7 separate regions of the Mus musculus genome follow, and regions 2, 3, 4, 5, 6 and 7 are each linked to region 1. A link is a contact called in public ChIA-PET, Hi-C, HiChIP or PLAC-seq and promoter capture Hi-C data. All regions are on one chromosome and are shown on one strand. The core of a region is the stretch at or near the end of the contact, and the rest is flanking DNA. Distances in the headings are between cores, read along the strand shown. Region 1 holds the start of Lmtk2 (lemur tyrosine kinase 2). Region 2 holds the start of Arpc1a (actin related protein 2/3 complex, subunit 1A). Region 3 holds the start of Spdye4b (speedy/RINGO cell cycle regulator family, member E4B). Region 4 holds the start of Zdhhc4 (zinc finger, DHHC domain containing 4). Region 5 holds the start of Kdelr2 (KDEL (Lys-Asp-Glu-Leu) endoplasmic reticulum protein retention receptor 2). Region 6 overlaps Trrap (transformation/transcription domain-associated protein). Region 7 holds the start of Trrap (transformation/transcription domain-associated protein).

The links. Promoter capture Hi-C pulls out the DNA fragments that hold promoters and counts their contacts. A called contact is a pair of places that touch in the nucleus more often than the background predicts. ChIA-PET counts read pairs in DNA pulled down with a chosen protein or histone mark. HiChIP or PLAC-seq counts read pairs in DNA pulled down with a chosen protein or histone mark.
Region 2: a Hi-C map of CD8 T cells shows a contact between it and region 1, with 3 times the contacts expected there. The contact joins the promoter of Arpc1a here to the promoter of Lmtk2 in region 1. A contact is called at or near these places in 4 of 39 promoter capture datasets (the HPC-7 cell line, cranial neural crest and liver) and 1 of 484 Hi-C or Micro-C datasets (CD8 T cells).
Region 3: a FOXA1 HiChIP or PLAC-seq map of pancreatic cancer cells shows a contact between it and region 1. The contact joins the promoter of Spdye4b here to the promoter of Lmtk2 in region 1. A contact is called at or near these places in 1 of 39 promoter capture datasets (liver) and 1 of 115 datasets of contacts at active chromatin or transcription factors (pancreatic cancer cells).
Region 4: an RNA polymerase II ChIA-PET map of memory CD8 T cells shows a contact between it and region 1, with 8 read pairs. The contact joins the promoter of Zdhhc4 here to the promoter of Lmtk2 in region 1. A contact is called at or near these places in 1 of 484 Hi-C or Micro-C datasets (CD4 T cells) and 3 of 115 datasets of contacts at active chromatin or transcription factors (large pre-B cells, memory CD8 T cells and stem cell-derived neural progenitor cells).
Region 5: an H3K27ac HiChIP or PLAC-seq map of embryonic stem cells shows a contact between it and region 1, with 3 times the contacts expected there. The contact joins the promoter of Kdelr2 here to the promoter of Lmtk2 in region 1. A contact is called at or near these places in 2 of 39 promoter capture datasets (fetal liver and hematopoietic stem and progenitor cells) and 3 of 115 datasets of contacts at active chromatin or transcription factors (embryonic stem cells and large pre-B cells).
Region 6: a contact with region 1 is called in a promoter capture Hi-C map of liver, with 2.6 times the contacts expected there. The contact joins the enhancer-like site here to the promoter of Lmtk2 in region 1. A contact is called at or near these places in 7 of 39 promoter capture datasets (the 3T3-L1 cell line, the SN4741 cell line, cranial neural crest and 4 more) and 1 of 115 datasets of contacts at active chromatin or transcription factors (pro-B cells).
Region 7: a Hi-C map of CD8 T cells shows a contact between it and region 1, with 4 times the contacts expected there. The contact joins the promoter of Trrap here to the promoter of Lmtk2 in region 1. A contact is called at or near these places in 9 of 39 promoter capture datasets (the 3T3-L1 cell line, the C10 cell line, the SN4741 cell line and 6 more), 4 of 484 Hi-C or Micro-C datasets (B cells, CD8 T cells, Th1 cells and 1 more), 10 of 115 datasets of contacts at active chromatin or transcription factors (the 230-238 cell line, the SCID.adh cell line, bone marrow-derived macrophages and 7 more) and 3 of 9 other capture datasets (adipose tissue, embryonic stem cells and liver).

What each region holds. Positions count from the first base shown.
Region 1 is chr5:144,098,448-144,102,028 of GRCm38.p6, reverse strand. It overlaps Lmtk2 (lemur tyrosine kinase 2), which reads right to left and starts at 1,668. Exons shown (of 14, transcript NM_001081109.2): 1 at 1,253-1,668. The coding sequence starts at 1,355.
Region 2 is chr5:145,082,049-145,085,629 of GRCm38.p6, reverse strand. Arpc1a (actin related protein 2/3 complex, subunit 1A) reads right to left here and starts at 1,761. Exons shown (of 10, transcript NM_019767.2): 1 at 1,658-1,761.
Region 3 is chr5:143,179,130-143,182,710 of GRCm38.p6, reverse strand. It overlaps Spdye4b (speedy/RINGO cell cycle regulator family, member E4B), which reads right to left and starts at 1,694. Exons shown (of 8, transcript NM_001384193.1): 1 at 1,073-1,694. The coding sequence starts at 1,090. Rbak (RB-associated KRAB zinc finger) reads left to right here and starts at 1,936. Exons shown (of 5, transcript NM_001045482.2): 1 at 1,936-2,162; 2 at 3,169-3,225. The coding sequence starts at 3,211.
Region 4 is chr5:143,327,432-143,331,012 of GRCm38.p6, reverse strand. Zdhhc4 (zinc finger, DHHC domain containing 4) reads left to right here and starts at 1,775. Exons shown (of 8, transcript NM_028379.5): 1 at 1,775-1,847; 2 at 2,443-2,622. It overlaps 0610040B10Rik (RIKEN cDNA 0610040B10 gene), which reads right to left and starts at 1,705. Exons shown (of 2, transcript NR_027874.1): 1 at 1,660-1,705.
Region 5 is chr5:143,402,162-143,405,742 of GRCm38.p6, reverse strand. It overlaps Kdelr2 (KDEL (Lys-Asp-Glu-Leu) endoplasmic reticulum protein retention receptor 2), which reads right to left and starts at 1,923. Exons shown (of 5, transcript NM_025841.4): 1 at 1,691-1,923. The coding sequence starts at 1,781. Gm20635 (a long non-coding RNA gene) reads left to right here and starts at 2,001. Exons shown (of 3, transcript XR_868670.2): 1 at 2,001-2,134.
Region 6 is chr5:144,786,711-144,790,291 of GRCm38.p6, reverse strand. It overlaps Trrap (transformation/transcription domain-associated protein), which reads right to left. Exons shown (of 71, transcript NM_001081362.2): 12 at 3,522-3,581; 13 at 2,554-2,632; 14 at 700-934. Among named protein-coding and RNA genes, the nearest start is that of Gm23995, 14 kb to the right of the region's middle. Within about 2 kb of position 1,606, at least 3 of the 459 cell types and tissues checked have an H3K27ac peak or open chromatin away from gene starts, as enhancers often do. A contact at or near this core is called in liver, where this site is marked.
Region 7 is chr5:144,767,040-144,770,620 of GRCm38.p6, reverse strand. It overlaps Trrap (transformation/transcription domain-associated protein), which reads right to left and starts at 1,827. Exons shown (of 71, transcript NM_001081362.2): 1 at 1,774-1,827.

The DNA of each region.
Region 1 (3,581 bases), core at 419-2,918:
ACTTAATACTCAACTGAAGGGCACTCAATAGCATATAACCTAGGGTAGTTCTGGAAGCCATTACACCTCTTTCATTGTAGATTTTTTTGAAACTCCCATATTGACCGGAGGCAGTTCTGCCCTTAAACCTTGACCTCAGGTGCGTTCCAGAGACAGTTAAGACTTTAAGTAAACTGGGAGGTGGGTGTAGAATCACAAGACAAGGTGAATCAAAGACCTAAGTTTGAATCTAACTACAACTTGGCTGTGTCACCTTGAGTATATCTTTTGATCACCAGGGTTCCAGGATCCTCAAAGCAAAAGATGAAGAAATTGGACTAAATTATCTTTAAGCTTTCTTCCAACCTCTAAAGTTCTTTGAAATGTCAATACCTCCCCCTTCGTTGAAAAAAAAAAAGAAAGAAAGAAAGAAAGCCGTAATGATGGAAAGTTAGCCTAGATTTGTTTTTTTTTCTTAAAATTTCTGAGATGGTTTCTTTGGCTGAAGTTTTATTTATAAACTCCAAATCAAAACTATATGCAGAAAATACAGAAGGGCTGAGAGCTTGAAAAGAGAATCACTCGCTGAAATAGTTCAATTACCCTCAGGCCAATTTGTCAGTGGATACGCAAAAGCTGCTATGCTACTCCAGTCACTAGCTTCCTAAAACAAAATTATGTATCGTTTGTTCCTTTCTCATCCCCAGCGACTCATTCCGAAAAAATAAATAAATAAACAGATAAATAAACCAATAGCCCAACAACCACAGCATCTAAAATCAATTTACAACTTTAGAACAAGTTTCGGTGAGCCAAGGAAACTGCACAGCTTCCGCGAGTCATTGGTTTCATTTAAGGAATGACGAGAAATAAGAAACGGTTCTTATAATAAGACGGGAGAAAAGCCACCAGAGGCAGGTGACATCTGGAAGAAGAAAAAAAAAAAAAAGGAAGTGTCGAGGACAGAAGCTGGAGGTACCTTTAGGGCAACAAGTTTAAGAGTCCGGGAAAAAGAGTCCCCCGGGAGGTAGGGGAACCCATCGCTGCCACCTCGCCCCGCCGTCTTCCCCAACCCCCACCGTGTCGCCGCGCCCCCGCCCCCCATCCCACGCCCCTGCGGCAAGAAATCTCCCTGAGATCGCGGGCATCCCGCGGCCTCCTGCCCTCGGCAGGCCTCCGATCCGCCGCAGAGGTGGCCCAACCCCGCAAGCCCGCCGCCCTCGCCGCCGCCCCGCAAGACGCAGCGGCCCCGCAGCCCCCGGGCTCCGCTCACCTGCACCTGTTTGCGGAAGTGGCGCGGCCCGGGCACAGCCGACCGTCAGGAGCAGGAGCAGCAGGAGCATCGGCGGCGGCGGCGACGCCGGCGGCCCCGGCATCTCGTCCACCGCGCGGTCCCCCACGGGGCCGGCTCTCGGGTCGCCGCCTTCAGTCAGTCGGTCAGCCCTCCGCGCCGCCTCAGCGACACCGGCGCCGGCTGCTTCGGGACACACGTCTCTTTAGCCAAACGTCAACCTTGTTCCTGGTCTGCATCCGCCGCTCTGGCCTCGGAGCCAGCATCATCCTTCCCGCCCGTCAGCGCCGCCACCGCCGCCGCCGCCGCCCCTCAACAGCAGCAACGGCGCCCAGCCTGCGGAGCCGCGGGCCCAGGCAGCCGCGCTCCCGCCGCCATGATGGGCTGCGTCATGTGACGTAGAGCTGAGGCGGGATGCCGGGACCGACACCTGGACCAGCCAATCGTCAATCCATACTGACTCCGGGAGCCCCACCCTCTCAGCCATAGGCGGCAAGGTGGCGATCGGTGCGCCCCCTGCAGACAGAGGAATGAGGCGTGGGCAGCAGGTAACATCGACAATTATTTTAGGAAGATATAAAGAAGTCCATAATAACCCACATAATTTAATCTGGGACTTTTGTCTCTCTTTCTCCTACTTTTTATTTTTCTTTTCTAATTTTTACCAACATGGTTCTCGGTATTTTATCCCCGGTTTTACTTTCTTCATTTTCACTTATCAGAACTTTCTTAGCCTCTTCTTCTTAGGCTGACCCTCATATCAGATAAGCTCTTGAGGAAACGTTGAAATTTTTAAAAATTTTAATTGATCAAGCACAGAATGTTTCTGACTTCACTTACTGACGTAGCAGTGAGCTCAAGCCAGCTCCTCTGCCAAGACAGCCAGCCCTTCCTGCCCCCTCTTGTTCACCTGGCAGATGCGCATCCTTTCATTCGTCAAGACACACCTGGAATATGTATGACTTCATCGATGGCTTCACCCCAATCCCACAAATAACTGAGCATCCACAGCCCCGACCTAGCCCAGCCCTGGGCCGACTGTCATGTTTTATTGTTCCTGTGACTGTAAACCCCTTGAGGACAGCAGCCCTGTCTTGAGTCACCTTGGAGCTCCTCCTGGGTGTTCTCTACTGGAACTGTGCTAGGTGTTGGTGATGGGTGTGAGGAGGGAGCAACTTCCAGGTGAGGTAGAAGATGTCTCAAATGCAATGAAGAGATTGCTTGCCTTGCAAGCTTGAGGGCCTGAATTTGATCCCCAAGAAATCCACATAAAGAAAATCTAACCTTAGTGGACAATGCTTGCTGAAGAGGCAGAAAAAAAGATGGCTCGTAGGACTCGCTGACAAGCCAGACAAACTTGCTAGGTAAGTTTCGGGCCAATAAGAGACCCTGCCTCAAAAACAAAAAGTGGACCCTGACCCCGAGGAAAGACACTCTTCTGGCCTTCACACACACACACACACACACACACACACACACATACATACACAGGGACAGGTGGAGAAAATGCACACACATAAACAAATCACATGCAAACACAAGCAACACATACATCCATGCACACAACACATACATCCATGCACACAACACATACATCCATGCACACATAATAGAAAGGGAGAAAGTGTTTGACTGTAACACAGCTCTGAGCCCCTTCCTTGGGGTTGGGGAGACCACCTTTGCTGACTCTGGGAGTCCAATTTGTGAATAAAAACACCTGAAGAGCTGCCTTGCATCTTATCAGGTGGAACTTTAGCAACTTGCAAGCCCAGAGCTTCACCTGGTTTCCAAACTCCCTCCAAAAACCCATTGTAAACACTTAGCTGTCCGTGGTGCTAACTGACTCAGCCCGGGGCACAGGATGTCTAGGGAATATGTCTGGTGTTGATCGAGGCAAGCCACACTAAAAACCTGAGGAAAGCAGTAGCCGGCCTGTGACACTTGAGCTCAACTCGGCCTCTTCCTGCTGATCTTTCTGGGCAGAGGGGAAGGAAGGCAAAGGTCTAGAGAGGAGGTACAATTGCCCCGCTGTGCGTTGACTTCCATCCGGAAGCTCTACCCACTGCATCCAAGGAAGCCGGGAATTCATGCTCCAACCTGACAAGAGGCTCTGTGAGGAGCAGAGCTGGCTCAGTGAAAGCCCTTCCTCATAATCCTCCTGGTAATTAATCATAATTAAGATGCACCCCAACAACGAGGCATTCTGCGATCACAAAGCAGGTCTTGTTATTATGTGAGCAAGCCCCACAGTTGAAACACACACAAACACACAACTGTTTTCCCCCTCCCGTGGAGCACGGGGTAAGGTACA
Region 2 (3,581 bases), core at 512-3,011, 980 kb before region 1:
ACAAATTCACATAAGTTAGAGTTTCCATTCCCTGTTAGGGTCAATTTCAAGTCATTGATTCACCTAGTTTCTTTTTTCTTTTTCTTTTTTTTTTTTTTTTTTGGTTTTTTGAGACAGGGTTTCTCTGTATAGCCCTGGCTGTCCTGGAGCTCACTCTGTAGACCAGGCCGGCCTCGAACTCAGAAATCCGCCTGCCTCTGCCTCCCGAGTCCTGGCATTAAAGGCGTGCGCCACTACGCCCGGCTTTCATCTAGTTTCTAATTGCTCTCCTTACCCAGCCCAGCGATACCTGTGCTCCAACAGGTCACCACGCCCTACCAATGTTCTGACAGGCTTCATTAGAAATTCCAGCTTCATCAGACCATCTCCACACTTCCTGTAGAGAACTTATTTTGACCTAACACTAGATAATTTAGATTCAAAACACTGCCACCCATCCTCTAAAGGAGTCTGCAATTTCCAATGGGTCCTCTCAGCTGTGAACAGCATATGAATTGAAGAAGCCTTCCCCCAACCCCCACCCCTGAGACAGCCAGTGACTTGATCTAATGGGGTAAACACCCGGGACTGATAACTTATAGAGACCTGAAATCCTAAGGCCTACTAGGAAACCAAAAGATTAAGGGAACTGATAAAATAGGATGCCAACCTAGGTCATTTCAGAAACTGGGCAAGGAGAAGATAGGAGAGAAACACACCATGACAACAGATGGCTTTATACTCAGAGATTCTAAGCTGCAATTTATTAAGTGCCTCCCATGTTCCCAACAGTGTTCAGTATCTGAACGGGGCCAGGAACATGAATAAATCCTTGTCCTCATGTCCTTCTCCGGAGGAAAGAGAGCAGAAAGTAAAGGAAGGCAGATATGCCTTGAAAGTCTCAGAAGCACCAGTAATGGCTATCATTTATTATCAGATCATTTGAACAGCTTCTCTGGGTTAGGAATTGCTGTAAGCAACTCAAGCACACGAACTCCACGCGAAACCCATAAAACCAAGTAGACTAAGAATCTTCTTACTGCAGCTGGGGAAACTGAGGCACCAAGAAACAACCTTCCCAGAGACACCTGACAAAGTGGCAGAGTCAAACGGGAACTCGGAGGGTTCTACATAAAGGACCCTATGAATACGGGTGCAGAGGAGAGTACAAGTCTGACTTGCGGGGGCGGGGGCTAGAGCTAGGGAATCTTAAGGTTACTGGAAAGATGGGCTTTCTCTTGCTGGGAAGGGTTCCCCAATAACTGACGGTTCGGAGGCTGCTCTAGGCAACATCCTAGATGTTGACGAGATGAACAGATACTCGTGACAAGCCACCGGGGGATGGGGGGGGAGATCCGCCCGTCTAAACTAATTTTACAGATTGTGGTAAATGCTCACAGTAGGGGTGCAAATGGTACTATGGGGGTGTCGGAAGCCGAGTTGTTCCTTCTCTCATCCGAGATGGAGGGCAGCTGGAAAGTGCTCAGAAACGCTCGGTCTGTGTGTGAGGGGGGCACCAGGGACTCAGAGGTAACCACGAAGGGCTGAGATCCCGGGCCCCTCAGCTCCAGACCCCGCGCCTAACAGCCCTGGGCCCGCCGCCCCCGCGTGCCATAGAACATACAAAAAAAAAAATGGAGGCGACCCGGGCCAGACTCTCCGCCCTGTGGCTCCTTACCTGAGGTTGGGGAGGTCTGGAGGTCCGGAGCGGACGATTCGCGGACTCTGGTCAGTCGACGCGAACTGGCTCCGGCGGGCGCGGACGGAGGAGGGAGGCCTAGAGGGAGAGGCTGACAGATCCCGGAAGTGACCGGAGCGCCTGCGCAGAGCGGCCGCTCTCAGCTGGCGCTTGGCGCAGGCGCAGGCGCAGAACGTAGCCTTTGTTGGCGTGTTCTGTCTGAAGAGCGGCTGCTGCTCAGGTGAGGCAGCCGCTCGTCAGCGCTAGGGCGTGCTTGTGGAACTGGATGGGCGTCCTACTCCTTTCTTTAAGGAGGTTTTAACACACACACATTTCTGAACCATGGCCCAAGTGTGCAGCGTTGGGAGCTTCTCAAGTGCTTTTTGTTACAAATTACTGAGCTAGGATCTCTCAGGCTTTGTGGTTCTGAAGAACAATTCAAAATAAAATAAAATAAAATAAAAATATTTATGTGGCTGGGCGGTGGAGGCGCACGCCTTTAATCCCAGCACTTGGGAGACAGAGGCAGGTGGATTTCTGAGTTTGAGGCCAGCCTGGACTACAGAGTGAGTTCCAGGACAGTCAGGGCTACACAGAGAAACCCTGTCTCCAAAAAAAAAAAAAAAAAAAAGAATTATATGGATGTCTGTGTCGGTATACGCATGTGAATTCAGGTGCCCCTGGAGGCCAAGAGAGCAACAGATCCTCTTGGAGCTGGAATTGTAAGTTACACCATGTGGGTGCTGGGAACTGAACTCAGGTCCTCAGCGAGAACAATACAATCTTTTAAGCTGAGCCATCTTGCCAGCCCTTGAAACTATGTTTGTGTTCCTTCATAGAGGGTGGGTCAGAACTGGTGACTATTTTCTGCCTGGCGGACTGTCCCTGTCCTGGACCCTCAGTAGAAAGTCTCAAGTCTACCTAAGAGTCCCCTTGACTGTTCCTAGATCAGGACCACTTGTTCCTGCACCCACAATGACACCACAAGAAGGCGCAATGGTGACATGGAAAGAGTGTATTCTATGTAGATGCAATTTATAAGAACTGCCCTGAATGCTACATCCAGTCAGACTGTTGCCCCTGCTCTGGTAGAAATTATGAAGCAACCAGTTAAGTACCCAGGTTCCACTAGAGGTAGGCACCCCAGTCCTTGTCTTGTGGTGGTCTATATATTTGACCCAGTGGACAGTAAACACTGCCCTAACAGAAATAAGGGAATAGTCTATTTCGAGTCAAATATCCATGAGCATTGCTTAGCAGTGCTCGGATTCCTTACCCTAAGTGTTTGCCCCACCTTGAAAACAGTTGCGTTATGGTCTTTAGAATTATTATCGGTCTGTGTGTGTGTGTGTGTGTGTGTGTGTGTGTGTGTGTGTGTGAGTGTGTGTGTGTGTGAGTGTGAGTGTGTGTGTGAGTGTGTGTGTGAGTGTGAGTGTGTGTGTGTGCTGTGTGAGTGGGTAGCACTCATATGGTGGTCAGAGGTCAGCTCTGTGAACTCAGTTCTCTGCTTTCACCTTTACACGGATTCCAGAGATCCAACTCATGTGGTCGGACTTGTTCAGCAAGCGCTTTTCCCACCAAGCCATCTCGCTGGCCTTGGGTGAACTTTTATAGTTGCAGGACAAGAGAAAGCCACACATCAGAACATTTAGCAGAGTTGCATTGGTGGGAACATCGGATAGGAGGGTTATAGCAAGAAGAGTCAATCTTTCCTAGGTTTCAACTTAGGTTAGAGAACTCTTAGCCTTAGTGTTGGAGGAAGCTAGAGATCTGCTGATACACCACAAGGGCTTTACATAACAAGCCTGAGAAGGTTAGCTAAGTATAAAAATAAAGATCATGGCTAGTGTTGTAGCTCAGTTGACAAGAGTGCTTACCTAACAGTCACAAACCCCTCTGTTAGCTCCAGCCCTGTACAAACCTG
Region 3 (3,581 bases), core at 445-2,944, 920 kb after region 1:
CTGCTTCTCTGTTCTACCCTTCTCACTTTAAAGAGTAACATTCACTGTCGAGATCTGTATTGTCTCTTTGACACCTCTCTCTCTCTCTCTCTCTCTTTCTCTCTCTCTCTCTCTCTCTCTCTGTGTCTCTGTCTGTCTCTCTGTCTCTCTGTCTCTGTCTCTGTCTCTCTCTGTCTCTGTCTCTCTCTGTCTCTCTCTGTCTCTCTCTCTCTGTCTCTGTCTCTCTCTCTCTCTCTCTCTCTCCTTTTTAGTTACATATACTTTCTGCCCTTGTTTCAAGAAAGAACTTCCTTTTCTGAAAGACCCAAGAGCCCCTTTCTATGCATTGCAAACCTCAAGGAAGAGAACAACCCTGTCACCTGGGGAACTTATGAATCTACCTTGGACTCAAGAGCTGTTCCAGTCCTGTCTGTAGTAGTTGAGAGGTCACTCACTATACCTGATGTCCATCTAGGATCATTATCACTAGCAGGGACACTTGCTGCCTGCTGCTTCTGCTGGAGGCCACATATTACAACAACTGCCGGGTGCCAGGGTCACTGGTGGGTGAAAGGCTAGGACGTTAAGTGTCTAGTTTCTAAAGCCTGAGGCAATAGAGCCCTAGGTCAGGACTTGGAGCTGAAAGCCTGTAGGCCTGCTGGTCCAGCCAGTAGACCTAGGATGGCCCACACAGGTTGAGCTTCTCCTATCTGTGCAGAGCAGAAGGATCTCAGTCTGTTGACTGGCAACCCTTGTTCCGTATGTGTGTACAAACCGAAATCTTCTCTCAATACAAAAATTATATGAGCTTGAATGTCCTCACTGCAAGCAAGGAATTCCTTTTCTGAAAGGCCTGAGTCCCATCTGTGCAATGTAAACCTGGAGAAAAGAGTGTTCCTATCTCCCTGTCACCTGGGGAGTTTAGCCCAGGCCCCTCATTCAGAGACGTAACCCCTGCTTGCCACGGGGAAGGGAAGCTTTTGGTTTAAGAGATAGGAGCCAGCTCAGGTGGGCACCTCAGTGACCAGGTGAGGTGAGAACCTGGGAGAAGGTGCCCCATGGCAGTGCAGGCCTTCCGAGGAGGAGGGCTCACCCTTTCTCCTGAGACCATGTGTGCCCTGCAGCATCTGAGAGGGATTCGTGATGCTTCTGTCTCCTGCTGGTTGCTCAGCAGTTTATTACCTAGGGTTGGCGCTCCAAGGCGCTTGGTGCTTCTGGGATGAAAACGTTACTCTCTGCATCGGCGCAGAGAACTTTTTCTATTGACAGGCTTTGTTATTAATTTTGACGCCAACGTCTTTATGAAGAACTAGGCCAAGAACGTCGTTGCATTAATTCAATAAGAAATCGAGGAGCCGTTCATCATAATGTAACCATCGTTGAAAACTGTCATTGTCGCCCGGCCCTAAATATCACCTTTCAGAGATCACATTGCAGGTAGGTGTTTTCTTCTTTCTGTGTTCTCTTTCTGGTTCTGTTTTTTAGAGTTTCTGGGCATTAGACGTATGTTCTAGAAACCCACCATTAGTGTTTGTGCCTCCTTCTTTGTAAAGCACAGCTGGTTATTTCTTGTACCTAGTACTTCAAGGAAGTTTGGTTAATCGAGAATGACACTCAGTTTTCTTTCCTTCTAACACAATCTTCCTCTTATTTTAGGAGTCCTGAGCCAGGGACAAGACTTGGGACTTCACGCAGCAGGCCGTTTCTCCAGGCTCAAAGGGAGTGAGGACAAACAAGAAGGTAAGAGCATGGCTGGAGGCAGCCATTGCTCTCAGAGCACCTCCCCCAAACTGCTGGGAGGAGGTAAGTTCTTGCGCGAGGATCCCTAGATGCAGTGGCGCGCGAAGGCGTCTGGGACACAGAGTTTCTGTGCAATTCTTGGGGAGAAAGGAGAGCCTTGGAACTCGGACTTCCGGGAAGATGCTGCACATGCGCGTCGCGGCCTGTGCGCGTGCCCGCGCTTGCGCTGGGCCACTGCGCCGTGGTGACTTCCTGCAGGTCTGGTGTGTCGAGGCTACCTTCCCTCCCGCAGCCTTTGCGTTCGCTAAGCTGGAGTTGCCGAGCCTGCAGGGCCGAGGCCGGAGCTTCCGGGGCGGCAGCGAACAGACTCGGCTGTGCGGGCTAGGGAGGCCTAGCGAGAGCTCGGCGCGGAGGCTGACAGGGGCAGCGGAGACGCCTGCTCGGTGAGGCCCGAGGGCGCAGAGCGATCGGGGCTGCGGGAGGGATGCTGGGCACAGATGGTGCCCAGTCAGTTCACCCGGGCACCCCGCTGTCCCCAGCTTGCGGCGCCTGGGAGGGTCGAGGTGGTCGGGCTGACAGCGGGACAGCTGCATCGCTTTGGGCTGCACGGTCAGTCCCGAGGACAGAGTGCAGGCACTGAAGAACTCAAGGGCTCCAGATTCCCACGGTGTCACTCAGCGTCCATCAGCTCTCTTGCTCTGTCTGTGGTCCCCCCCCCCCCCGAGTCTGCCCTTGAGGCATCGTAATGGTCTAGTGCTCAAAATCTGCTTTTACTTCTTTCTGCTCGTGAAGGAAGACTGAGTCTGCGACAGGTGTGAGACTTAATCAAGGTTGTGTTGAAATGAGTGCCATTGTTTTCTAGTTTCTTCCCTTAGTCCCTTTTTAAGATATGCAGCAGTAACCAAGTTTAGTTGGATAGTTTGAAAACAAACCACGCTTTATCCCTGTTTGTCGGACGTCTATCCATCTGGACCATTTTTCCTTTTTGTGTTTTAGTTTTTTTGAGGCGTGGATTCCTTGTGGCACATATTGTTCTGGTAGTGGGTGATCCTCCCGTCTCCGCCTCCAGAGAGTTGGGATTGCATGTATGTCACCTCATGGAACATGGATCCCAGATATATATATATATAGTGCCCAGAATCCTCATTCACTGTGACATATTTTGCAACAGTTTGAATAGGAAATAAAATAAGTACCCTTGTTTCCCCCACCTTTACACCAAATGCCCGTGGATAAAAAGAAGGCAGCGTAGTGTTCATCATAGAACTGTACCCGCCCCCCCTCGCCTCCCACCCCCCATTCCACCTGTTGGAGTTAGGTTTGTGATTTCCTTCCTATCACCTCTGCAGTGTGTATAAGCTGCGATTTCACTTGGTGGTTCCCAGGCGAGAGACATGTCCCTGTGTAGACCAGTTAATCTCCGATTTCAGCGAGCTTTTCCTCCAGCAGGTCAGTCAGCAGTGTCTACAGTTCCCCCAAGAGGAGCAGAACATGAGCAGATCAAAGGTAAGTTTTTCCCGTTTGTAATTTTTTTTTTTCTGACTCCTTTGTAATGTATTTTGGAAGACTTACTCAAAGGTCTGTTCTTGAATGGTAGTGGAGTGGTCTCTAAAGGGATCTGACGCCCTCTTCTGGCATGCAGGTGTACATGCAGCAGAGCATCCATACATAGAATAATTAATAAGTAAGTAGGATGGTCGTGGAGAAAGGAGTGAATAAAGGTGATTGTAATATAAAATACACCCGAGTGGCAGGCTGTCATGACCTGTTGTGTAGGCAGTCTGATAACTTTAGGCTAATGGAGTTACTTGGCAGAGTTAGAAAAAGGAAAATCGTATCCATCCCATCACCTGCAGCTGCTC
Region 4 (3,581 bases), core at 526-3,025, 770 kb after region 1:
AGAACACAAGATGAAATGGATGACGGAACCGAGAATCAAAGTTAGTCAGAACAGAAACTTTTAGAGAAGACCACGAAGTCCTTCATTTACATGGGGGAAAGAAAGAAAATTCAAGGTATTTAATTACAGCAGGGTGGAGAACTGCTTGATGAAGCAGTAGCTTTCTCTGGATGCCAGATGACCTCCGTAATGTAACCAGTCTTTCAGGACTCCCCACACCTGCTCACTCTGCTCCCAACATTGCAAAGGCCTTGGATACAATACATTCAGAAAGGTAGTTGTTTTCTTTCTTTTCTTTTTTTTTTTTTTCTAAAAGGAAAAAGAAATGAGAAGCTGGGGTAGGAAGCAAAGCAAACAGGAGAGGGGAGCTTTGAGGCTAATGCTTAGAGATCAGACATTTTTTTCCTCAAAGGGAACCTGTTTTTCAGAGGCGTCAAGAATAGTTCTCGGAGGACCTGGGGGGCACTCAGACAAAGCAGCACCCCCATCCCCTCCAGGAACCTTCTCAGTGCTATGTTTAGCAGCAGCTCCTCTCAAGCCAAGCCTGCCCATTATCAAAACAGCCTTTTTATCCTCAGGGATAAAACACTAGTCACTGCTCCCCACAGGGAGGACGTTAAAGCTGTGCACAGAGATGGCAGGAGTAGGGGCATGCGGTCAGCAGAACCTGACTCACAGGGGGACATACTGTGACCCCTGCAGTGGAACATGCTGGGACTGTTGGGACAGGGCCCAGTGGTGTGTCTGCCAGGAAGACACAGGTGTCCCTGTCTAGGTACCTGCTGGGTGGTCAAGGGTTACTGCTGAGTTCCCGCCAGGACATGCAAAGGCTCGGCACAGTCCAGCAGTTCTCCTGCACCGACCCAAGACAGCCTTCATATTCTGTCAAAAGTGCTCGAAAATTCCAGTTCCTGTGTTAGGTGTGCCTGCCATCCCAACCAAAGTTAGGCTGAGACAGGAGGTTCAAAAGCCCAAGGCCAGCCTGGTATAATTTGGTGGGACTTTAATTTTGTTTGCTCATTTGTTTTGTTTTGTTTTAGAAAAGGTCTAGCTATGTAGCCCTGCCTGTCCCGGAACTCATGTAAACAAGGCTGACCTCTGACTCAGAGAGACCTGCCTCTGTTTCCTTAGGGCGGTGAATAAAGTCATGGGCCACTATGCCTAGCTGAGATCATATTTTGGAAAGAAATTCTTAAAAAGAAAATAGCTAGGGCTGGAGAGATGGCTCAGCGGTTAAGAGCACTGACTGCTCTTCCAGAGGTCCTGAGTTCAAATCCCCCCAACCATATGGTGGCTCACAACCATCTGTAATGGGATTTGATGCCCTCTTCTGGTGTGTCTGGAGACAGCGACATTGGACTCACATAAAATAAATAAAACAAATCTTTTTTTTTTTTTAAAGAAGAAAAAGAAAATAGCTTTTTAAATCTACGCACATACAAGAAATCAGAATTACACTCAGCGGATCACAACAAGCAAACACACCCACAAGAATCAAATCAAGGCCACGAAAATGGGACGGGGTTGGGAGAACGAAGGACTCGTACATAGGCAGTAAATTGTCAAGTAATAATAAAAGTGCGAAGGAAGAGAGAGCAGAGGACGAGGGAGGGAGAAAGACAAACGTTAAGAGAAAAAGAAAAGAGAAAGAAAACCTACGACGGTACGAAAACACAATCGGCTCGCAGAACCAGAGGCCAAAGACAATAATTTCCGGCCTCCCGCTACTTTTTCCGTCGGAAGTCGCCTCCGTCGCGGGCACTGATGACGCCATGGACGCGCCGGAAGTCTTGGGGAGCGCTCCGCTGGGGTCCGCCGGCAGCGGCGGACGGTTGGCCCGGTTTGGGGTAAGGCGGCTCCGGAAGGCTCTGTGACACCCCGGCTGGGCGGCGGCCGTCGGGACCCCGTGTTTGAGTGAGAGCACAGTCCTCTCCGAGCCCCCTGCATCCCGCTCGCTGTGTCCCCTCCTCTTCCAGTCGTTGTCCGGGCTCCGGACGTAGTTGCCGTCTCCCAGCCTGCTTCCGAGCCTCCCTTGTCTCCTCTGAGCCTGATGCGTCCGGGATCTGGTTGTGGGATGGGCTCCATTCACCACTGCCCTTCCCTGGTTCCCCGCAGCTGCAGATTCTGTGACCTCAAGCATGCAAGGGCCTTGAATAATGTACCCGGAAAGTGTCCAGCAAAGGGAAACGACTGGGGCCCTACCCCATGTGGACAACCTCACCATGCGTCTGGACCCCGGTGTGGGCGCCTCAGTGATAGGCGTAGTGACAGTGACAGTGACAGCTAGAGGGATGATAGACCCCCAAACTAGTGGACTTTGAAGTTTTCTTCCCAGGTCAGCAGCGGTACAGCATCCTCTACTTCTGAATGCCTTTCACAGTGCACTCTGCCATGGAGACTTATTCAGCAGTATGTAAGTGTTGCGTTTGATTGTCTCCGCAGCCGGTTCCAGCCTCCTGGAACAACCATGTCGCCAGTTTTGCGCGTGCCAAATTCACGGCGCTGCCCAAGCGGAGCTGCTATCTGAATTCTCCTTGGATGTGGCAAAGGGAAATGAACGCAAAAGGTGCCGCTGGAAGTGTCCGACCTAGAGAAATATGTAGACCGGAGCCCTGTTACCTTGTGAGAATGGCATTTTTTTGTTTGTTTCCTTTTTGTTAATAGTTTCTGTTTTGATTCTCTGCGTTGGAATTTTGGTCCAGAATCCTGCCTCGTAAAGCCAATGTCAGTGTTCCCAGTTTCTTAACACGGGCTTTTTATATTTCATCATTCTGGTCTGGAGGGTGATGGGTGACATCATGACCACTGACCTGTTAAATATGCCCAAGTTTGGGTGTGGGACCCTGACTACCTCTAGGAGTTGCTCATTCTGATGAGGTCGGCGCAGGTTCTTTTGCAGGACTTTATCAGTATCCATGTGAATATTTAAAGATGTAAAAGGGTGTATTGCTGGGTGTGGTGGTGCACTTCTGGAATCCCAACCCTTTGAAAGCTGAGACAGGAGAATTCTGAGTTCCAAACTAGCCTGGCCTGCATAGTCAGATCCTGTCTCAAAAAACAAGGGGTTGGTGGGCTGGGAGCTCGCTCGGTGAGTGAGGGTGCTTGCTGTGCAAGCACAAAGTCCTGAGCTTGGATCCCCAGCACCAACGTGAGTGTGCTTTAATGCATGTCAGCCTCGCCACAAAACGTTGAGCTCCAGGTCCGAGCTACAGATCCCAGAGGCTCTCAGTCTTCCTAATGCTGTGACCTCTTAATACAGTTCTTCATGTTGTGGGGACCCTCGGCCATAAAGTTACTTTCCTTGCTACTTCACACGTGTGATTTTGCTTCTGTTACAAATCCTAATGTAAAGGTCTATCTATGCTTCTGGTTTGGCAGTGCAGATCTACAGTCCAGCATGGGGGAGGGGGACAGTAGGCTCTGTTGGGCTTGCTGGCCAGTCAGTCTAGCTGAGCTTGTGAGCTATAGGTTCAGAGAGGATAGGTTCAGAGAGGGAGCACATCATACAAGCTGTGGTAAGGGGCTGGGGTGGTGGCTATCTTATAGATTGCTTGCCCAGCATACGTGACATGAAGTCCTAG
Region 5 (3,581 bases), core at 674-3,173, 700 kb after region 1:
ACCACTGGCATCAAATGTGCAAACTCAAACTGCTCAGGCCGAAACAAAGGTTAATTGGAAATTCCAAATTCATTACTGCTTATGCGTCAATCCTGGCTTCATCGAAAGCCTGCTAACCTGCCTAAGACTCGGTTCCCTCATCCAGTCCGGGGACCGTTGACATGGTTATTTTAAGTACTGCCTGAGAGGAGCGCTATAACACTCAGCTGACTACTTAATGCACACCTATCGCAACTGAAGCAATTAATTGACTGTCATTCTGAATCCCACACTGGGCTCCCAGTTCACCTCCCAGTCAGATCCCCTGGTTCAGTACAAGGACTTTGTGACGTCCACTTCGATCGGGCAAAGGTCTTTTGGGTTGTGCTTACTTCCTGGATCTCAACTATGTTCCAGGGAGAGATGAGACCTTCAGAGAGCAGAGTCAAAGGGGCGGTGCTACTTTAGATGAGGTGTTATTAATAAACCAGATAGGTGGCGTCTCCATCACCCAGGGCCTTTAGGACTTCTATTTTCTGCTGTCTCTGAAAAAAATTAAATTTGAGTTTACAAAGTTATTTCATTTGGGGACATAGCATTAAGGACAGTATTTTAAGAATATATTTATTTAATCAATCAATTAATTAATGGGTTTTTGGGGAGCAGGGGGTGTTTTTGGAGACAGGACCAGCATGTAGTCCATTCTCATTTTGAATTCCTGAACCTCAGGTTACCACCTCTCGAGTGCTGGGATTACAGGCAAGCACCATCACACTCACCAAGAACTTATCTAAAACTTGTAAGATTCCTAATATTTAACGAAAGGCAGAAGTCCACAGCTATTATGTGAGGAAAGTTCACTCTACTGCCTCTCTGCAATGTAGTTTGAGGGAGGTACAGCGCCAACTCAATGGTGACGTGGAGCAAGGATACTAGCCGAGAACAGAGGCCTCTGTGGTACCCAGCGCTGGCAGTTTAAGAGAACCAGTTATTAGACGGCCACACTCAAGGATGAAAAACTAGCTTGCTTCTCAGAGTAACATGAAAACTATGCCAAGCAACTCACTTAAAAGATCCACATCTCTTTTTATGACGCATGAGATCCCGAACCCCAAGGCTTGAGTTGTAGCCTCATCAACTGTAAGCACAGGCCAGACCTGACACCATCCTGCCCCCACATCCCATCCTCTGCTTGTCCTTGAAGATAACAGAATGAATAGCAGGATGCCCCTCTTCCTCCAGCCAGCCCCACCTTCGCGGGTGGCCTGGCTGCCACGTCAGGCCCAGCTAGTCTGTGGTCCTATCCATCCTCCTCGAGCAAGTCTCCCATTGATTCCTGGGGACTCAGAGGCGCCCCCCAAAAGTCCCATGGAGAGGGACACGCCCACTAGAGCCCCACAGATCCCGTGCTAAACTTTTCAGATGCAGCAGGACGCGGGGGCAGTTACGCCAGCGCTCGCTGAGCCAGGACGGATCAAGTTCGCGAGCGGACCAAGCGCAGAACTGGGGGGCCCAGAGCTGCGACGGACACCCCAGCCCGTGTGCACACTCGGAGGGGTTTCGTTGCCCGCCGAGCAGGCCGAGATGGGTGTGTCTGGCCATCGCAAGCCCGGCACAAAGCCTCCGGAACGACCGAGAGCCGAATGGGTCGGTCGAATGGGCCAAACGCGCGCGCTCCTGCCCCGCGCGCCTCGCCCCGGCGGCCGCTCACCAGCACAGGAGCGCGTCTTCCAGATCTTCAGCAGTAGGATGACGATGGCCGCCAGGTGGGACAGGTCCCCAGTCAGCCGGAAGATGTTCATGGCGGCGGCGGTCGGCGCGGCACAGCGGCACCGGAGCTAGGCAGCGACTCGGGACGCGGCGACAGCAGCCCCGGAGAGAGGAAGCGGCGAAAGATGGCGGGAGCGGGCGCGACGTGGCCAGGGACGTGGCCGAACTGCCGTCGCGCGCGCGGGGCAGCCTGGGAGAGCGGGCGACCGCTGGGGCCACGCCCCCGCCACGCCCCTTAAAGGCCCAGCGTCGGTGAGCAGCCGGACTTTACATCCCGCGTGGACGGTCAACTGAGGACCCAGAGTCCTCCGCAATTTCCGTCTCCAGGGTTTCCGCCTAGGTGCCAGCGATTTCCTTCTCTAAGTTTTTGAAATGCCACTCAGTTGTGAGTATTGTCTTGTTTTTTTTTCCATTCCCTACTAAGATAGCAGAAATACCTATCTCAGAGGCATTGCGAGGGTAGAAAGCAAGATTAAAATTTCTGTGATTAAGAACTCCAGCTTCTCTTGTATAGGACCGAAGTTCGATGCCCAGCTCCTAACCTCGGGGAGCTTACATCACCTTTAACACCAACTCCAGGGAATTCATTGCTTCTGGCCTTTGAGAGCACCTGCACGCCCATGCACACACCCACACACAAACTAACACACACATTTTAAATAATAATAAAAATAAGTCATAAGAAATCTGTCAAAATCTATTAATTTTTATTTAAAATTACATTAAAATTTTGTATTAGGGATGGAGAGCTGGCCCAGTGGATAAGAGCAATTGCTGTTCTTCTAATAGACCTGATTTCGAGTCCCAGCACCCACAACTGCAGACTCACAACAGCCTGGAACTCCAGTTCTATCTGACACCTCTCACCTCTGAGGGTGCCTTCATGTGTGTGCGCGCGCACACACACACACACACACACACACACCCCTGAAACAATAAAAATAAAAATAAAAATTTATTTGTGGACTGTGTGGGCACATCCAGTCAGGCCCAGTTCTCTCCTTCCATCTTGTTGGTTCCTGGGACTAGGCTCAAATCTCCAGGCTTGGTGACAAGCCCCTTTAGCCGCTGAGCAACCCCACCACTTCTTTTTCTTTCCTCTCCCTCCTCTTCCTCTTCTTTCTTTTTGCTTTTATATGTCTGTTCACACGTGTGTGTGCACATGTGTAGGCTGTGAGGCCAGCTATTTCTAGGACCTTCTAGATCCTGTTACACCTTATATATTGAAGCAAGGCATCACACTTGAACCCAGAGCTTGCTGATTTGGCTAGTCTAGCAGGCCAGCTTGCCGAAGGGATCCCCTGTCTCTATCTCCCAGGCTTCAACACAGCCTAGCATTTATGTGGGTGCTGGAGATCTGGGCTGTGTTTCTCGCAGACATGTGTCAGCAATCTTTCTGGATTTACAGTGTTTCTTGTTTGCCATTTAAGAAGAAACTTGGAGGCTTAAATGATGGAGCAGGGTGGGAAGATGGGGCTGAAGCACTAACCCATGCGTCATGGGTTACCTTGGAGATGGCTCAGTTAATAAAGCAGTCACTAGCCATACATGAGGTCTGGAGTTCAATCCCCAGCCCCCGATTAGCCAGCTCCTTACTATTAATGTTAACGACTTAATTTTTAAGTTATTAAATAAATAACTTAAATTAGCAAAGATGTTGGGGCTGGGGCCTTCATGTGCAGCCCTGGCTGCCTGAGCGAGAGAACTATCTGACAGACAGACAGACAGGCTCTACTTACACTAGCACCAGAAGTCCACAGAGAGCTTAAGAAAGCCACATAATGCTGGGCGGTTGTAGCACATGTCTTTAATTCCTGCATTCAGAAGGCAGA
Region 6 (3,581 bases), core at 357-2,856, 690 kb before region 1:
CACTCACATGGGATGGCTCCCAACTCCCTGCAAATAGTTCTAAGGAGATCTAAATCTCCTGGCACATATATGAACATATAATTAAAACATGTAATTAAAAATTAAATCCGCCGGGTGTGGTGGTGCACACCTTTAATCCCAGCACTTGGGAGGCAAAGGCAGGCAGATCTGTGAGTTCGAGGCCAGTCTGGTCTACAAAGTGAGTTCCAGGACAGTCAGGGCTATACAGAGAAACCCTGTCTCAAAAAACAACAACAACCACAACAAAATTAAATCCTAAAAAAAACAAAACATAAGGTGGATGGCCTTTGCGGCCCCACACATGCACACAAGAGTCAAGGGCTGCTGGTTTCTGAGCATGGTGAGCAGGATCCAGCTGATTCAGAGTGGCTCTCCAGTGCCATGGAAAACCTTCCATCCCTCCCTCCCCAACACACTGACTGGGGTCTCCACTGACAGAGAAGCCTGACTATGGCTGCCCAGCAGGGATCTCTTCTAGTCAGCACCAGGAAGTACATGGAACCTAAGAAGCTGCCCTGATGCTGACTAAAGAGAAACAAGCAGCTTCCAAGCACAGCTGCCAGCAGCAGGGGAGGCAAGGCTTCAACAACTCAGTCTAATTACCAAGCCACACTCTTATCCGGCTGCCTCATCACCTACGTTTCACAGTGCTTTAAGATAAATCATGGCGGTCGGTACCTCCAGCATCCGCATCAGGACATCTCTGCCATTGCCACTCTCCTGCTCACTCTTGGAGCGGATGCAGTCCACCAGGTTCAGTAGGAGTTTGCAGGACATGGTTTGGATGCTACTGGGCAGGGACTCATCATCGATGTTCTTGGCAAAGAGCTGGACGGCGAGGGAGAGGTCGCTGAGGGGCAGGTGCTGGCGAACGTGATGCACAAGGTCGGCAAGTGTGCTGTAGGCGAGGGGCCTGCAGGAGGAGATGCCACCGACAGGGGTAAGATCCAGTATGGCCTTAGTCCCCACCCCAACCCTGTTCCTCTCCCAGCTGCTCAACTAAAAGGCGCAGCCTTTCTAATCCTGCTTCACTCCTTGCTGTCCACACTGGAAAGCTACCGTCCATGCATGTCATCAAGTTCCGTCTTAGCTGGCTACGTGTTGCCGTGATTAACTCTGACCACAGCGACGTGAGGGAGGGTTCACTTGCCTTACGTTCTGGGGTCACAATCTATCACTGCAGGAACTCAAGGAAGGAGTTCAAGTGAGAGCTTGAAGCAGCAACAGTGGGAGAACCCAGCCTACAGGCTCATTCACACTCAACCAGCTTTTTTATACAGCACAAGAGCATCCGCCGAGGGATGGTGCCACCCACAGTGGGCCGGGCTCTCTTGTTGATTAGCAGTGAAGAATATGGCCCACAGATGTGACCACAGGCCAATCTGACAATTCTTCATTGAGTCTCCTTCTTGTCAGGTGGCTTTCCAGATCAGCTACTGGCAGGCAGGCAGGCGGTAGCTTCTTGGCAAAGATAGTTTAAGGCAGCCATTCTCAACCTGGGGTCATGACCCCGCCAGGGTTAAGAACCTCTGCTCTGGATTATGTCAAGTCGACAGGACAGTAATAACTAACCAGGAAGTATATAACAGACACCGGCAGAAACGCCAGTGAGAGCACAAATGATCACTGGCTTGTTCGCACACTGAGTGGTGTTGCTACTCAAAATTAACAATGTGCCAGGCGTGGTGGCACTCAGGAGGCAGAGGCAGGTGGATCTGTGAGTTCCAGGTCACCCACAGCTACAGTGAGACGACCTCACATGTTAGTTAATAGGTTAATGAATGCTCTATATGTTATGACCACTGAATGCATATACAACAATATTGTCTGGGCTTTTTTTTTTTGTTTTTTTTTTTTTGTTTGTTTTTTGAGACAGGGTTTCTCTGTGTAGCCCTGGCTGTCCTGGAACTCACTTTGTAGACCAGGCTGGCCTCGAACTCAGAAATCCGCCTGCCTCTGCCTCCCAAGTGCTGGGATTAAAGGCGTGTGCCACCATGCCCGGCTTGTCTGGGTTATTAAATCGTGCAGGCTGATCACTGACTGAGCTCTGGGTTATTAAATCGTGCGGGCTGATCACTGACCTCTGGGTTATTAAATCATGCAGGCTGATCACTAACCTCACTGACCTCTGGGTTATTAAATCGTGCGGGCTGATCACTGACCTCTGGGCTACTAAATCGTGCGGGCTGATCACTGACCTCTGGGTTATTAAATCATGCAGGCTGATCACTAACCTCACTGACCTCTGGGTTACTAAATCGTGTGGGCTGATCACTGACTTCTACCTTGTCATGAGTGCGTGAGCACACACATACCAAAAAAATTTTTAGAAAAATGTTTGGTTTTTTTTTTTGTTTTTTTTTAATTAAAACAACCTAACGACTTTCAAACTTGCTGCCATTCTAAATCCAGGAAGTGAGCAGGGCTCAGCACACCTGCATTCATTAGAGCCCTACCAATGCTACGTGCAGATGATCCTGTCCCTAGCAAGCACACCAAGCAGCCCTGCGTCCATGTGTACTAATGCTGTACCTGAGTGTCTCCCGAGCGGTGTACCCAGAGCCGATCAGGATGGATTCATCAAACAGCTTGTCCATGCAGGGGATGAACTCTAGGAAACAGGAGAGCATGTCACAGGCCTTCACAGGCCTTCACAGGCTCAGGGCAGAGGGAAGACCACAAAGATGGTCCCTGAGAGGGAAGATGCTGGCTCTGCTGGGCCACACACGCCCACCAGCTGCCCACAAAGACATGGATGGGCTCATGGTCAGTGTTGGAGAACTGACCAAGACGAGCTAGAGAGATGGCACAGTCACACCAAAGACAGAAGAGAACAATCTCTTAAGAATATGGATGAGAAGCCCACACACAGCCTGACACATTCTGGAACAAGCCTGACATAAAGCTTAGTTCTAGAGTCGAGTACATTTCAGGCCTCCAGGCTCCTGCACACACCTGCACTCATGTGTGCAACCCCTCACCCCAACACACAGACAGACAATAAAAATAAATCTTCAAAAAGTGGTGCACGCCCTTAATCAATCTCAGCACTCAGAAGGCAGAGGCAGGTGGATCTCTGAGTTCGAGACCAGCCTGGTCTATACAGAGAAACCCTGTCTTGAAAAACAGAAAGAAACACACACACACACACACACACACACACACACACACACACACACGAAAAGAAAGCTAGAGAGTTGGCTCAGTAAAGACTTATGTTAGATTCCCAGCACCCACGTGGCAGCTCAGAAGTGTCTGCAACTTGAGTCTCAGGAGAATCTGATGCCCTCTTCTGGCCTCTGCAGACAACAGGCATACACGTGGTACAAAGATGTACAAAGATGCAAGTAATACACACACATCCATACACATAAAAGTAAACAAATGGAAATTTAAAAAGAACACCGAGATAGAGAGAGAGAGAGAGAGAGAGAGAGAGAGAGAGAGAGAGAGAGAGAGCGCGAGCGCGAGAGAGTGCACGCGAGTGCAGGCGGCCTTACGGTTCCTCAGCTCCGTGGTGAGGATGTGCTTGGCCGCAATGAGCAGCTCCTTCCTGAGGT
Region 7 (3,581 bases), core at 578-3,077, 670 kb before region 1:
TTGCCTAGCATGTTTATGAAGCCTTGACCTTGATTCCCAGCCCTGCATAAAGCGGAGTAATCCCACAACCTCTCCAGCACGGGAGAAGTACAGATGGGGGCCTGGGACACATAAGACACTATCTCCAAAGTGTCATGGAGGAGGTGGGGGGAGCCACACAGGAAATGTTTGAATCTTTGTAGTTGTGCAATGTCTACCCAGTTCCCCAGCACTCAGGAAGGAGTCACTAACACATAAATGAATGACAACAGCGGTGTTCAAAAAACAAAAAAACAAAACAAAAAGGAGGGCTTAAGGACACCTTTTGCATAATCTGAATTCATCATGAAATACTACTCTTCTTCAATACTCCCCCCATCCCACCCCAACCAGTTTAAGAAAATATAAAACCAGCTAAGCATGGGGGCAAATGGTTTTAATCCCAGCACGCAGGGGACAAGAGGCCAGCCTGTTGTACATAGTGAATTTTAGGCTAGTCAGGGTTACCTGAGACCTTGGGAAAATATACACACTACATCATGGTAGAGCCTTGTCCTGGGTTTTATCCCCCAGTATTGTATAAATAATAAACTATTCTCCTAAGCATTACCTCAAAGACTGTGGATCTTATCTACAGTCGAGGCACAAAACACAAAGCATGCTTTTTATCATTACATTTTCTTAACTGGGGTGGAAGAAGGTGTGTGCCACACAGCACATGAGGAAGTCAGGGGACCACTTGTGGGACGTCTGTTCCTTCCATCCACCGTGTGGGTCTCAGGGATTGAACTCGGGTCATCGGGCTTGGCAGCAAGCAACCTTTACCCACTGAACCAACTCACCGGCCCCAAAGCATACTTTAAAAGCACCACAGTGACTTGGAAAACAGGAACGTTGACTCCTGGCTCATAAGGTAAAGCGCTTGGAGCCAAACCTGGAGACCTATCTTGATATGTGACCACAGGGTGGAGGGGGAGAACTGAGTCCCACAGGCTGACCTCTTAGCTCCACATGCATGCCGAACACACATACACAAACAAGCAAATGCTTAAAAAATAAAAAGCTGAGTGTGCCAGTGCACGCCTTTAACCCCAGGACTCTGTGGATCTCTGTGAGTTCTAGACCAGCCAGGCCTACATAATACCAGAGACCCTGTTCCTAGGGAGAGAAGAGAAAAGCTAAGGATACTATCAGCCTTGCTACCGTGACTTGGCAAACTCTTGCTTTTCCTATCAGAGTTCCTCCTTCAAACACTGGAGGTCCCTCATACTCACCGACTATTAACTAGACTCAGGGTCAAGGCATTCTTAAGAACAAAACAGAAGCCCTAATCCTGGCCAAACTTTTTATCTAGCTTTTCTGCTGTGGAGGCGGTGTTGTGTAGCTCGGGTAGGAGGAGCAGGCTGATGTAGATGTACGGTTGGCCTTGATTGTTGAGCTTCCAGCCCCGACCCCTGACAGGCCTGTGTACCATCACCCCAGGGCTAGGAGGTTCTGGGGAATCGAACCCAGGGTTTGGTGTGCTAGGGGGACACTCTACCCTCTGAGCTATAGCCCAATCATCTGCGCAAACTTTTGCGACACTTAATCTCCTTTTTATAAGCCACTCAGTAAAAGTGCCACTTCCGAGCTCCCACCCGATCCTCCCAGGGACCAGGCCTAGCTTCTCCCTGGGCCAAGAACCTGAAAGCAGGGGGCTACCCTATCCGCCTGTGGATTCTGGAAGGAGGTTCTGAGCTTTTCGAGAGGATATGGATTCAGGCCTGGATGCCCTCGAGCCCACGGAGTCCCCACCCAGGTAAGGAAAAGGCAAACGGCCCCACAGCCCGCCGTCCTCCATCGGGTCCGCCCCGCCCACGACGCCCGGCTGGCTGGACAACGCGCCTCCGGGCCGCCAGGGGGCGCCGTAGCCGCCGCTACCTTCACTCTCAGCGTCTGGCCCAGAGAGCCAGGAGCCTGCGTGGAGGCCCGCAGATGCCAGGATGGCTTTGGTGGGGTGCCGCAGCCCCCTCGACTCCTCACTCAATCCCTTCGCGTCGCAAACGGCCTTCGGGTTCCCTCCTTTTGTCGCCGATCCTTCCCGGGACTCTCAGCGACTGCCCCCCAGCAGGCCGCTGAGCTACGGCAAGCGCCGAGGGCCAACCTCCGCGGCCGCTAGCGCTGCGCGTCCCTCCATCCGCTCCAGCGCAGCCCGGCGCCGCGGAGGACTAAATGCTGCAGTGTGGCTGATCTAGTTTAGGAGGGCTCCTGGGGGGCCGGAAGGACCTCGGTCAAGCAGGGACAGCCTTCTCCACTTCTCCGTGGAGCCGTCGTGCTGCACCGACTCTCTCCCACGCCTGAGACACGCACGCGCGTGCATCTCCCGGGACCGTTCACCCGCCCTCCCTTGCGCTTACCGGGACCTGCCGACTAGCCCCCAGCATCCGGGCCCGAGTCCCCAAGAACTCTCGCCGCCGACGCCGCTGCTGCTCCTCGCTCAGTCCCGCCCCGGCTTAAAGCCGCGGCGTCCGCCCACCAGAACTAAGCTCGGGCGCACCGCCCCCAAGTGGGTGCGGCCTGGGCGGGCAGCGGGGCAGGGAGGGGCGGTCTGCCGCCTTGGGTGGGCGTGCTGTCCTTTTAAATCATCGCCTGGGTGACCTATCTGCTGAGCACCTAGGCCGGTGGGGCTCTGGGCTGCTGCAGCTTCAAGATTCGTCATCGCCTCCACACCCAACCCCGTGTCCCTTTTCCTCGCAGGAACCAGACTGAAGGGTGATTGACACCCGAAATACCTCTCCAGTTGGTTCACTGTGTGTGTGTGTGTGTGTGTGTGTGTGTGTGTGTGTGTGTGTGTGTGTGTGTATGTGTGGCCTTCAGGGCTGGACTTCCTTCCCTGAGATTTTATTTTTCCTCTTCCAGCAATGCTGGGTGTTGAACTTAGGGCTTCACATCCACTAGGCCAGCTGTGTGTGTGTGTGTGTGTGTGTGTGTGTGTGTGTGTATGTGTGGCCTTCAGGGCTGGACTTCCTTCCCTGAGATTTTATTTTTCCTCTTCCAGCAATGCTGGGTGTTGAACTTAGGGCTTCACATCCACTAGGCCAGCGCTCTATTGCTGATCAGCCGCCTGAGAGTGAAGTAGTTCCTGCAAGACTTTAATCACAGCACTGGGGGGGGGGGGGGGGGGGGGGGCCGGGGGGGGGGAGGCAGGCGGATTTCTGAGTTCGAGACCAGCCTGGGATAGGGGCAGATAGACTGACATCCAGTTGGCTTAAAGGCAAACTCGGGTGTTATGCTGCTAGGTCACCCTGAGACAACTACATTTGTCCCGCTTGTAGCTGATGCCCTCCCTTCAAGACAAAATTGGAAGGTGACAGACCTCAAGCCAAGCCAGAGCGGTGAAGAAACGTGGTGGGGAGTAGGGGTATCCTGTGATACCCAGATGAGGACGAAGGTCTTTCTTTGAAAGGGACAACTCAGCCGGGTGTGGTGGCTCACGCCTTTAATCCCAGCACTCGGGAGGCAGAGGCAGGCGGATCTCTGAGTTCGAGGTCAACCTGGTCTACAGAGTGAGTTCCAGGATAGCCGGGGCTACACAGAGAAACCCTGTCTCGAAAAACCAAAAA